Linked DNA regions of Triticum aestivum: region 2 is linked to region 1. Evidence: chromatin contacts called from public Hi-C data. All regions are on one chromosome and are shown on one strand. The core of a region is the stretch at or near the end of the contact, and the rest is flanking DNA. Distances in the headings are between cores, read along the strand shown. Region 1 holds the start of LOC123060352 (translation machinery-associated protein 22). Region 2 holds the start of LOC123060354 (proline-rich receptor-like protein kinase PERK9).

Region 1 (4,788 bases), core at 705-3,204:
CCACGACGGCCCAAGAAGTTGTCGCGTTATCTGCAGAAGCAGATCGATGTAAGCATCGCTGCACGGAGCCTCACATGTGCTGGCTGAGCTTTTGGGTCGTGTGGTGTTTAATTCTGCTTGTTTGTTTGGAACTACAGGTGTTGTGTCGGGAATCACATCTTTTCCTTTGGTCATTGATTTAACCAAGTTGATTCTGCACATTGGGTTGTGGTGTTTAATTCTGCTTGTTTCTGAGTTGATTCTGCACATGGATAAATACTTTGGTAGTGTACAATACAAAAATATGTGGTAGCCACCCTCCCTGCGAATCTATTCTAATCTTTCTCAAGTTTGCGTACTTAATAGATCCATTGGAGGATTAATGGTCTGGCTGCGCAAGGAGCATCAATTGGTACAGGCAAAGAGGTATTGGGCAAGAGATAAGCTATACAGTCACACACACTAATATTTATACTATGGAGAATGACATCTTGAGGAGGAATAGTGCCAGTGCTTGCCTTGGTTTCTGTACTTCTTAGGCTGAAGCTGAAGCAAGCCTCCCATGACCAACATCGGATTATATATTTCCAGACGTATACATCCGTACATCACAGGAGAGGAGAGTAAAGACAACAGAGAAGCAAACACATGGCCGATGCTGCTGCATGTGAAGCTCAACAGAGAAGATGGAAGAGGGCGAGCACCAAAAACGATTTTTTTGTCCACATGGATATCTTGAATTTTGATATATATGATTGCTTGGATCTGTAGCTCCCAAATGATAGTGATATACCTCTCTAAAACATTGCAATTAGCTGTGTTTTTTCGTATTTGCCGATGGCAATTTCTTGACCTGGTAAATCCATATAGCTTCAGAGCGGATGGGAAAGTCAAGGCATTTTCATCTGTATATGATTAATTGTCTTTCCTATAGAGAAATGAAATGCAGTTGACCTATTTTTTTAGAATGACTCCTGTTGGTGGGTGTTGTGTGTTAATTTCATATAATCCTTTTCAATATCAATATTTGAAATGTTAAACACAACGCGTTTGTTAATATCCATAATCAGCCCATTGTGATTGTGCTTGCATAACTGTTTGTCAGCAGATATGTTCTGTTATGATTTGTTCGTAATAATTTCTTGAGGATAACAATCTAGGTGGAAGCTATGATACAACCTAGGTGGTAAAAATGGCCGTCATTTACAATTGTGAAAACACCTAATCAACGATGATTAAAAAAACTGCAGACTAATTTTCCACACATCCAAATGGCATAATAAACTTTCTGTCTCGATAACAAATCCCTAATTACCATATTTAGCTAAAAACAATATGTCTTTACCCCAGAAGTCTCAACCAAGCATATCATTCGTTTCGTTGTTGGTGGTGCTTTGGACAAATGATCTCTACAGTGCCAGACCCTTAGATGGAGATTATGTTTACTATATTCTGGGACTAAAGATTTATGTTAGGGTTTGTTGACCATTCGTACAAAAGTCATCAGAACTAAAGAAAAAAAAAGATCAGGTATGCAAAAACAATATCATGAATGAGGTAGATAGGAAACACACGCGAGAAAGGACGGTGAACACAAGGGAACGAAGAACCTCATACTGGTCGAAATTAAAGAGAGCATCTTAGGACGACAAGAGAGTAAGTATATCATTTATTTGTGCACAAGTTTTTTTTATGAAATCTTTCTTTGTCCGTGGCAACGCACGGGCATTCGACTAGTATCAGATGATGGCAGCGGCGGCGCGAGAAACCCCTATGCGAAGCGTGGCTGGGTCGAGGATGAGCCCAACTTTGAGTCTACTATAAGCGTGAATAGAAATAGCTCAATTAACACACTGCTTAGCCTAGCCTAGCCCAGCCCAAGCCGGAAAAAATCCGGAAACTCCTGGGCTGGATTTCCACTAGCCCAACACCCCCGGGCTGCCGCACTCACCAACTTTTCCTTTGCTGGTTTGTTCTCTTGCGCTTTCCTGAAAGGAGGAAAGGGGGAGAAAAAAATCGCACCCAAATCCTTCGAGCAGAACCAAATCCGTCACGACTCCACGAGCGCTCGAGCAGGGCAACACAGATTCGCGCAGCCCACCTCGTCGAGCATTCCCCATCAGATCGGATCGAATCCGGCGGCGGTGATGGCGGCGGAGAAGCTGGCCCCGGCGAAGGTGCTCTACTGCGGCGTGTGCGGCCTCCCCGCGGAGTACTGCGAGTTCGGCCCCGACTTCGAGCGCTGCAAGCCGTGGCTCCGCGCCCACGCGCCCGGCGTCTACCCCGACGAGCTCGTGGCCTCCTCCTCCGGTTCGCCCCCATGACCTACCTAGCCTTCTCGCTTGTTATCCCCCGCTTCGTTTACGCCTACCCTGTGTCGGTCTCGCTCTCTAATGCCGCGTGTGGTGGTTCGTTTGATATGTGAAGGCGGCGATGATAAGGACGTCGGCAAGGTCGGCGAGCGCCTCCAGGGCGTCAGCATCTCCACCGCCGACGGCTCCACAAGCGCAGGTTTGCATGAGCTCCTTGCTTGTCTAAACCTAAAACTAGGGAACGCTCGGTCAAATTGATGTGCTGTGTTTGCAGGGGGTGCTTCGGCATCTTCTAAGACTGAAGAGGTGAAACGACTGCCCGGTGGCAAGCTCAAGAAAAAGGTTGCTTCCCTTTGCACACTTTACACAGTTCAGTTTCTAGATGTTTGACTTCAACCCTAGATGCTAGTCTGAGATTGAGGATTTGTTATTATGGTTTGAGTTCGGGCCAATGTAGAATGTCTGTCATGCAATGTTTGAATGCCAATGTCCCTTTTTATGTGTAGGACAAGCAAGAGGTTATTATTGAGAAGATTGTCCGCAACAAGCGCAAGTGTGTCACTGTGGTGAAAGGCCTGGATTTGTTTGGTGAGTGGTACACTTAACTGTTTGCAGCTAGTGAAGTAAAAAAGATTGGAGATGAATATATTTTGAACTCTGTGGAAGAGGTTGTTCTGTAGATGCTAGATCCAGACTTGAGCTGAACCTGCCATAAAGTTTGATGATACTATATGTTTGCTATTAAGGTTGGACATAATTTAATAGATCGTGTTTGTTTCCTGAACATTTAGGTGTAAAGCTGAGTGATGCTTCAAAGAAGCTTGGAAAGAAGTTTGCTACTGGAGCTTCGGTTGTCAAGGTAATCAGTTATCTGTGGAACTACTCCCTCCGTCCCATAATGTAGTGTCATAAAACGTCTTACATTATGGGACGGAGTAGTATGAAGGCTTTTAGTGTTTCATTTAGGCCTTGTCTAATTCTCTCTTTGTGTTCCCCAGGGCCCAACTGAGAAGGAGCAAATCGATGTCCAAGGAGACATATCATATGATGTTGTGGACTTCATTACAGCTACATGGCCTGATGTAATTTGTCCATCTCTGCATCTTATTATGGTCTACATGTCATGTATGCTTTCATCGTTGTTAGCATTCTGATCAACTTGACAATTCATTCGGTTTCACATCACGTGGAAGACTGATGTTATCTTTGCGGTAATGATTTAAGGAAATACAAATCAGTAATCTCCTTCCTGACCAAGAAAGTGAAACTATGAAAGTCAAGGAATACTTAGTTATTACTTCCTGCTTCGTGTATATATAATAGGAATGGAGAGCAACCGTAGCTTTGTGGAGATCTGGCATTCAGTTGGTGCTTACATGGATAATAGATCATTGGGTTAGCTCAATGGTGTTTTGAGCATTTGATATTTGCTTAGAAGGTTATGTAGTAAAATTGTGGAATCAATCTCCTATGGTTTACCTTCTGTACTTTACAAACAACCTCATCAATCCTTCATCAATTGCTGATATAGGTTCCATTTTAATGAAATTTGTTTCGTAATACTGTGGCTATTCTGGATCTCAAACCAGGATTCATTCTACTTTAGACTAATAGGTAGCACAATCTGATGTTATGTTTTTGCGGCTGAACACTGATAGAACAACTAATTTAGTTCACCAGTTATTGACCTATCACCATAATCTGATTAAAGTTAGCAAGACTCGTTTTGTTCACGTTGGTTACTCCTTGCTTTTCTGTCTTTCAGGTTCCTGAATCCGCCGTATATTTCATAGAAGATGGAAGGAAGGTTGCTGCTGCTTGATTGCATATGGTTTACAAGGCAATACACCAGTGGAGCTACAAATATGATAGAAATATAAGGCAAGAGATGGCCGTTAAGGCATGCCTGTCAAATGGGTTCTTTATCCTTACTCCCAAGACACAACTCGCTCCATTTTGACTTGTGGGTCAGTTCACAAGTGGTGTTCTAATTACTGCTGGCATGTCGCCTTCGTGTATCATCTTTTATTTGATAGCCGAGTTCCTCCTGCAGGCAAGTATGACATCCATATGTGGTTTATATATGTTTAATGTGCTTTTGAATCCTAGTTTCAGAACAATTCAGTACCAACTATCTGTGGACCTGCAGAGATAAGTGCAGATTAGTAGTGCTCCAGTCTCCTGTGCTTTCATAGGAACAGTCTGGTGTTTTGTGTTACTTTGTATTGCATCCAGCAAGTTATAACCTACTTTTAGGGAGATAGATCGTTGTCGGTGTGCACCATTGGTATTTTGTCATCATTTTGTTGCAGAGTCCTGTGTGAAGCCCATTATTATAAAAAAGAAGCAAGATAGATCTGGATGATGCATCATGAATTAGTGTGGCCATGTAATTATTATAAAAGTATTTCCGATAAATTGCCATGATCATTAAACTTGTTCACAGAACTTGTTGCTGTGGTCCCTAGCTGATTTGTTCTTTAATTTAGAGTTGGTC
Region 2 (4,952 bases), core at 1,387-3,886, 360 kb after region 1:
TACCAACATTGAGGCGATGCCAGGAGCATAGTAGCTGTTTGGGCTTAATTAACGGATCCTATCATTCTGCGCATTGAGTGACTGATTATTGTACGTCGCCAGCTGCATGATTTATGCTGTGGTGCTTCACAGCTCGCCAGCAGCGACAGTTTATGTTTGGTTCTTGGCAGGGACCCTAGCCGCCCGTGGCGCCTATCAACTCCATGCCCGTTTTCCGTGATCACAAGCACGATCACTGTATGAGTAGGATAGCGCCACTCCTTATACCGATCCACCCGATTATTTTATCCGTGTGATTTTTTGTAAATAAAACTTCCGATTCATTCATATTCAATCATGGCAGTTGAACGAACACCAGAAATTATATAAATTACATTTAGATCCGTAGATCATCTAGCGATAACTACCAGCACTAAAGCGAGCCGAAGGCACGCCGCAGTTATTGCCCCTCACTCGTCAGAGTCGGGCACAAACTTATTGTACTAGACAGTCGGGAAGTCATCGTGCTAAGACCCCATAAGACCAGTGCACCAAAACAACAACCGCCGGCGATGAAGAACAACGTATGTCGAAAGGATCCAACCCGAGGATATATGAACATAGACGAACACCAACCAGACCCGAGCAAATCCACCGAGGATAGATCCGCCAGAGACACACCTCCACACGCCCATCAATGATGCTAGACGCACAACCAGAACGGGGGCTAGGCGGGGAGACCTTTATTCCATCTCCAGTGAGCCGTTGCCATCTCGTCTTCCTGAATAGGACACAAATCCTAACAAACTCGAAGAAACGACTAACAACGAAGCCCTCTCACCAGCCCTTGGCAGGATCCACCACGCCCCCCGTGGCCCTAGGGCCACTGGAGATAAGGCAGACCCGCGGTGGCGCTGGCGAGAGGCATGAACCCTAGCTTTGTTTTGGAGGACGAGAAGGCGGCGGCTAGGGGTTCTCGTACCACACAAAATATAGGTTTTATCAGCGTGATTCTTGAAGCATTTGTAGGCATCGATTAATTGGACTAAACGCGCTAGGATTAGGGCTACAAGAAAAGCTCTAGGTTTGTGTGCCGCTCAATATTGATTTGTATTTTGCCTCGACTCGAGATCAACTCAAGAAGAAATGAGCTGAGTATAAACACTTTATGTAGCTTGATAGAAAAACGTGCTAATTTTGAGCCAATACTGTTTCAATTTTAGCTTGATATAATATAATTCTATGAAAAATCCTGATATATATTAAAAGTAAAAAAAGGTTAATTTAGCACCATGTATGTTGTGTAGTACGATTTCATCTGGTATGCGGCCAAAGTTTTTTTTGGGTCAAAATTTAAGAGCATACACGCATTCTTTCTTCTCTTGCTAATCCATCCACAATCAGACAATCTTTTGCTATCAAGTACTAGTCTCAAGTGAGAGAGAATAAGTCAAACTACCTTGAATTTTATATTATCATCGTTTTGATCGGAATAATATGTTATAATGGTTTCTTATATTGTGTTGTGGCAATCTTATTCAAAATATTACCTTAGATTATTAAAACAAAACATCTTATTAAGCTAGCACAAGGCACTTTCTGCATCTTGACCTTGAGTTTGAGCTCGCTCGAATGTTAGTACAAGATGAGTTGAGCCTGGTCCAACTCGGGAGCCTGACACATTTATCCCATTTTCTTCAAAGAAAAAAGAAGGAAAAGAGGAAGAAACGTACAGCAGATGGCCAGCTATCTCGGCTGACACGCGAGATCGCCGCCGGTTTGGCGGTCTCCGTCGGCGACGGCGACTCCACAGCGCCTCGATTCCCGAAAACGAACGGGCCGGCTAGCGTACCGACGCACGTCGCGGCAGAGCAAACAGCGACAAATCCCCGTGTCAGGATCAGGATTACCCCATCAAACATACAGTACATAGCCTCCCGTCGCATGCACCAGACCGCGTGTGCTCTGCCCAGGTCACGCAGCATCCGATGCCCGCCCGCTCGTTCACGGCGGCCGCGCTCGGCCGACATGGCCCCGTGATCGACCGGCACAGTGTCCGCGTCCGTGTCCGTGGCACCGCCCGCGCGCGCGCGCGCACGGGCAGGAGAGGAGAACCCGGCGCTCAATTTCAGGGGCTCGTGCCGCTCCCATCCAAACGCAAAGCCCCGGCCACTGCTACATTGCACACAGTGGTAAAGCGACAAGCCGGGGCGGCCGGAGCCGGTAATTTTCCCGGACCAGACCAGGCTGGCGGGAGGACGAGGGATTACCAAAGCCCCACAGCGAGAGGGACGGACGGACTACGGACTACGGGCTAGCTGGATTAATTGCATCGCCAAAGATCTGCATTTGCATTTGCGTCTCGCGGCGGTACCACTACTGCCAGTTCGTGGTACTAACGTCCATGGTTAAACTAAACCAGAGGCCAAAGATCACGAGATTCTTTCGGCCTCGTGCGTGCAACGGTGGAGGTGGTGCGTGGGCGAGGTCACGGGCAGGAAGCAACGAATGTTTTCTTCACCCGGCCGTCCGTCGTTAGTTTTCCTCGACCCGGGCCTGGCACCGGCATCCGCATCGGTTTCGTGCTGCCTGGATCACCGCCGCTTTCGCCTTTAGCTAATAAATTCTGCTGCTAGGGTGGGCTCTCTTTTTAGGGTGCGTGATTTACATTTACCTGTCCCTGCTGCTACTTGTACAAGTACTGGTACTGTACTGTACTGGTACTGGTGGTGTTTGGTGCCTGCCTTGGCCGCCTCCTCCTCCTGGGCAGTGGCCACCTTCCCCTCCTCCTCCCCCTCCCTCGCGCTGCTCTTCCCTACACCCTCCCTGGCTCCCTCCCTCCCCACATGGGCCCGCGGTTGCTCATGGCGTGCTACCCGAATGGCGGTCAGGCTCCCTCCTTTTCAGCCGCTCTAGGGGCTTCTTGCGGGTGCGGCTCCGCGACTGCTGAACCGAGGTGGCTGTGATCCCCTTGCTTCTGCGGCAGCTCTGGCTAGGAGCTTGTGCGCGCGCGTGGCTTCAGGCGACGGCGAGATGCGGCGTCTTGCTTGCGCGGTGGCGCTGCTTCTCGCTTCCCTTCTTGGATCCACAGGTGAGCAAAGTTCAGCATTGCGCAAGCTTCGGCTTTCTTCTCCTCTTACCCCAGGTTCCATGGCGTGGTTTGTTTGGGTGGGAAATTGGGGATCAGCTCATGTCTAGCTGCTGGGCAATGCGAATGCTTGCTTGTTTCTCCATGATATTTCCACCCCTTTCCCCCCTCGGTTGAGCAATTTGAGGCGGAAACCTGCGGATTCAACAATTTTTCTTCCAAATGCGCAGGCTGGCCAGCTGATCTGCTGCCAGGAAACCGCGGTTCACAGTTTTTTATTCAGGATTTGAGCAAACCACAGGAGAGCTTTCTGAAGCGCATGTGCTCCTTGCTTCTGAATTTTCATCAAGAGGGGCGGCGCAATGTCGGCGTCTTGGCATTTCGCGTTCCCCTGTCTTTGGCTGTCACCGCAACTGCGAGCCACTTTAATTGCGTCGCATGTGCTTGCTGCCTCATCTACCTGTGTTTTTTGGCCGTGATATCGCAACAACAATTAATAATTTTTGGCCGCATGCGTCGGATGATGCATCACTATGTGCCATTTTCATGTTGCAAGCTTTCAATAATTGCTCTTGCTTTGCAACTTTTGTGCTGAAAAGACACTCAAGATTTGCCTCAGATAGCAACCTGTAGATTGTCCGATACTAAACTCATAGCTTAGTCATTACACAGTTAGTAGTGTACACTGCATACTTTACCTGCTCCTTGAACCTGTGTTCTTCACTCCACTCTAGGTACTGATCTGGCGCCTGCTCCCGGGGTTGGTAGTTCGCCTGTCGATCAAGGACAAGCTTCCAGTCCTCCTGGACCTTCCTCCGCCCTCGGTCCAGTGACTCTTCCAGCAGGTAGCTCTGAATTTTCAAAGATCATCAGGGACATTCATGTGCAGGCCCTTCCTTACATTGATCCTTTGCAGCACCCCCTACTTCATCAGCAAGTCCTCCCCTCCAGAAGGGGGCAGTTCCGGCTGAGCCGCAGGCCGCACCGGCTCCGGTAGTCCCCCCTAAAGGTAGCTCACATTCAGTCAGATATGGCATTTCCAATCCTGATATGTGCATCACTAACTGAATCTTATGTAGGTTACAACGCGCCTCCTCCGATTGAGTCTGCGTCGCCTCCAGTAGTGTCCACGTCTCCTCCAGCTGAGTCTGCACCTCCTCCAGTTGAGTCTGCGTTGCCTCCAGTAGTGTCCACGTCTCCTCCAGCTGAGTCTGCGCCTCCTCCGGTTGTGTCTGTGCCTCCTCCGGTTGAGCCTGCTCCTCCTCCTGCTGTCACTGAGGAGGTGCCCCCGGCAGCAGCTCCTCCGCCGCAAGCTGCAGCTGGAAACCCCACACCAATACTTCCTGGGTCACCTGCATTGCTACCTTCAGTTCAGGCTCCTACTCCATCTGTGGCTGTGAAGCCTAATCTGCCACTACCACCGCCTGCTTCGCTACCTTCAGTTCAGGCTCCGACTCCATCTGTGGCTGTGAAGCCTAATGTGCCACTGGCACCTCCTCCTTCACTACCTTCAACTCAGGCTCCTACTCCATCTGTGGCTGTGAAGCCTAATGTGCCACTAGTGCCTCCTGCTTCACTACCTTCAGTTCAGGCTCCAACTCCATCTGTGGCTGTGAAGCCTAATGTGCCACTAGTGCCTCCTCCTTCACTATCTTCAGTTCAAGCTCCTGCTCCATCTGTGGCTGTGAAGCCTAATGTGCCACTAGCGCCTCCGCCTTCTGTGAACAATCAACCAGGTACACCAATTGGATCAGGTATATATTCTGCTGGCAACGATTTATAAGCTTAGGTTCCCGAATTCTTGATGTGCCAAAAGTTCATAAAAATCGTGCAAATATGTTCCTTCCCTCATTATTCACTCCTGCATTCTCCCTCTCTAGGTAAT

What was found. Hi-C and Micro-C count contacts between places; a contact is called where the count stands out from the background.
Region 2: a Hi-C map of leaf shows a contact between it and region 1, with 3 times the contacts expected there. The contact joins the promoter of LOC123060354 here to the promoter of LOC123060352 in region 1. A contact is called at or near these places in 2 of 5 Hi-C or Micro-C datasets (both in leaf).

What each region holds. Positions count from the first base shown.
Region 1 is chr3A:68,271,539-68,276,326 of IWGSC CS RefSeq v2.1, forward strand. LOC123060352 (translation machinery-associated protein 22) reads left to right here and starts at 1,955. Exons shown (of 7, transcript XM_044483033.1): 1 at 1,955-2,289; 2 at 2,407-2,490; 3 at 2,566-2,633; 4 at 2,798-2,879; 5 at 3,083-3,150; 6 at 3,290-3,373; 7 at 4,057-4,554. The coding sequence starts at 2,127. The coding sequence ends at 4,113. It overlaps LOC123057957 (a long non-coding RNA gene), which reads left to right. Exons shown (of 2, transcript XR_006427013.1): 1 at 1-48; 2 at 138-944.
Region 2 is chr3A:68,631,759-68,636,710 of IWGSC CS RefSeq v2.1, forward strand. LOC123060354 (proline-rich receptor-like protein kinase PERK9) reads left to right here and starts at 2,637. Exons shown (of 15, transcript XM_044483041.1): 1 at 2,637-3,070; 2 at 3,802-3,912; 3 at 3,984-4,076; 4 at 4,147-4,803; 5 at 4,948-4,952. The coding sequence starts at 3,013.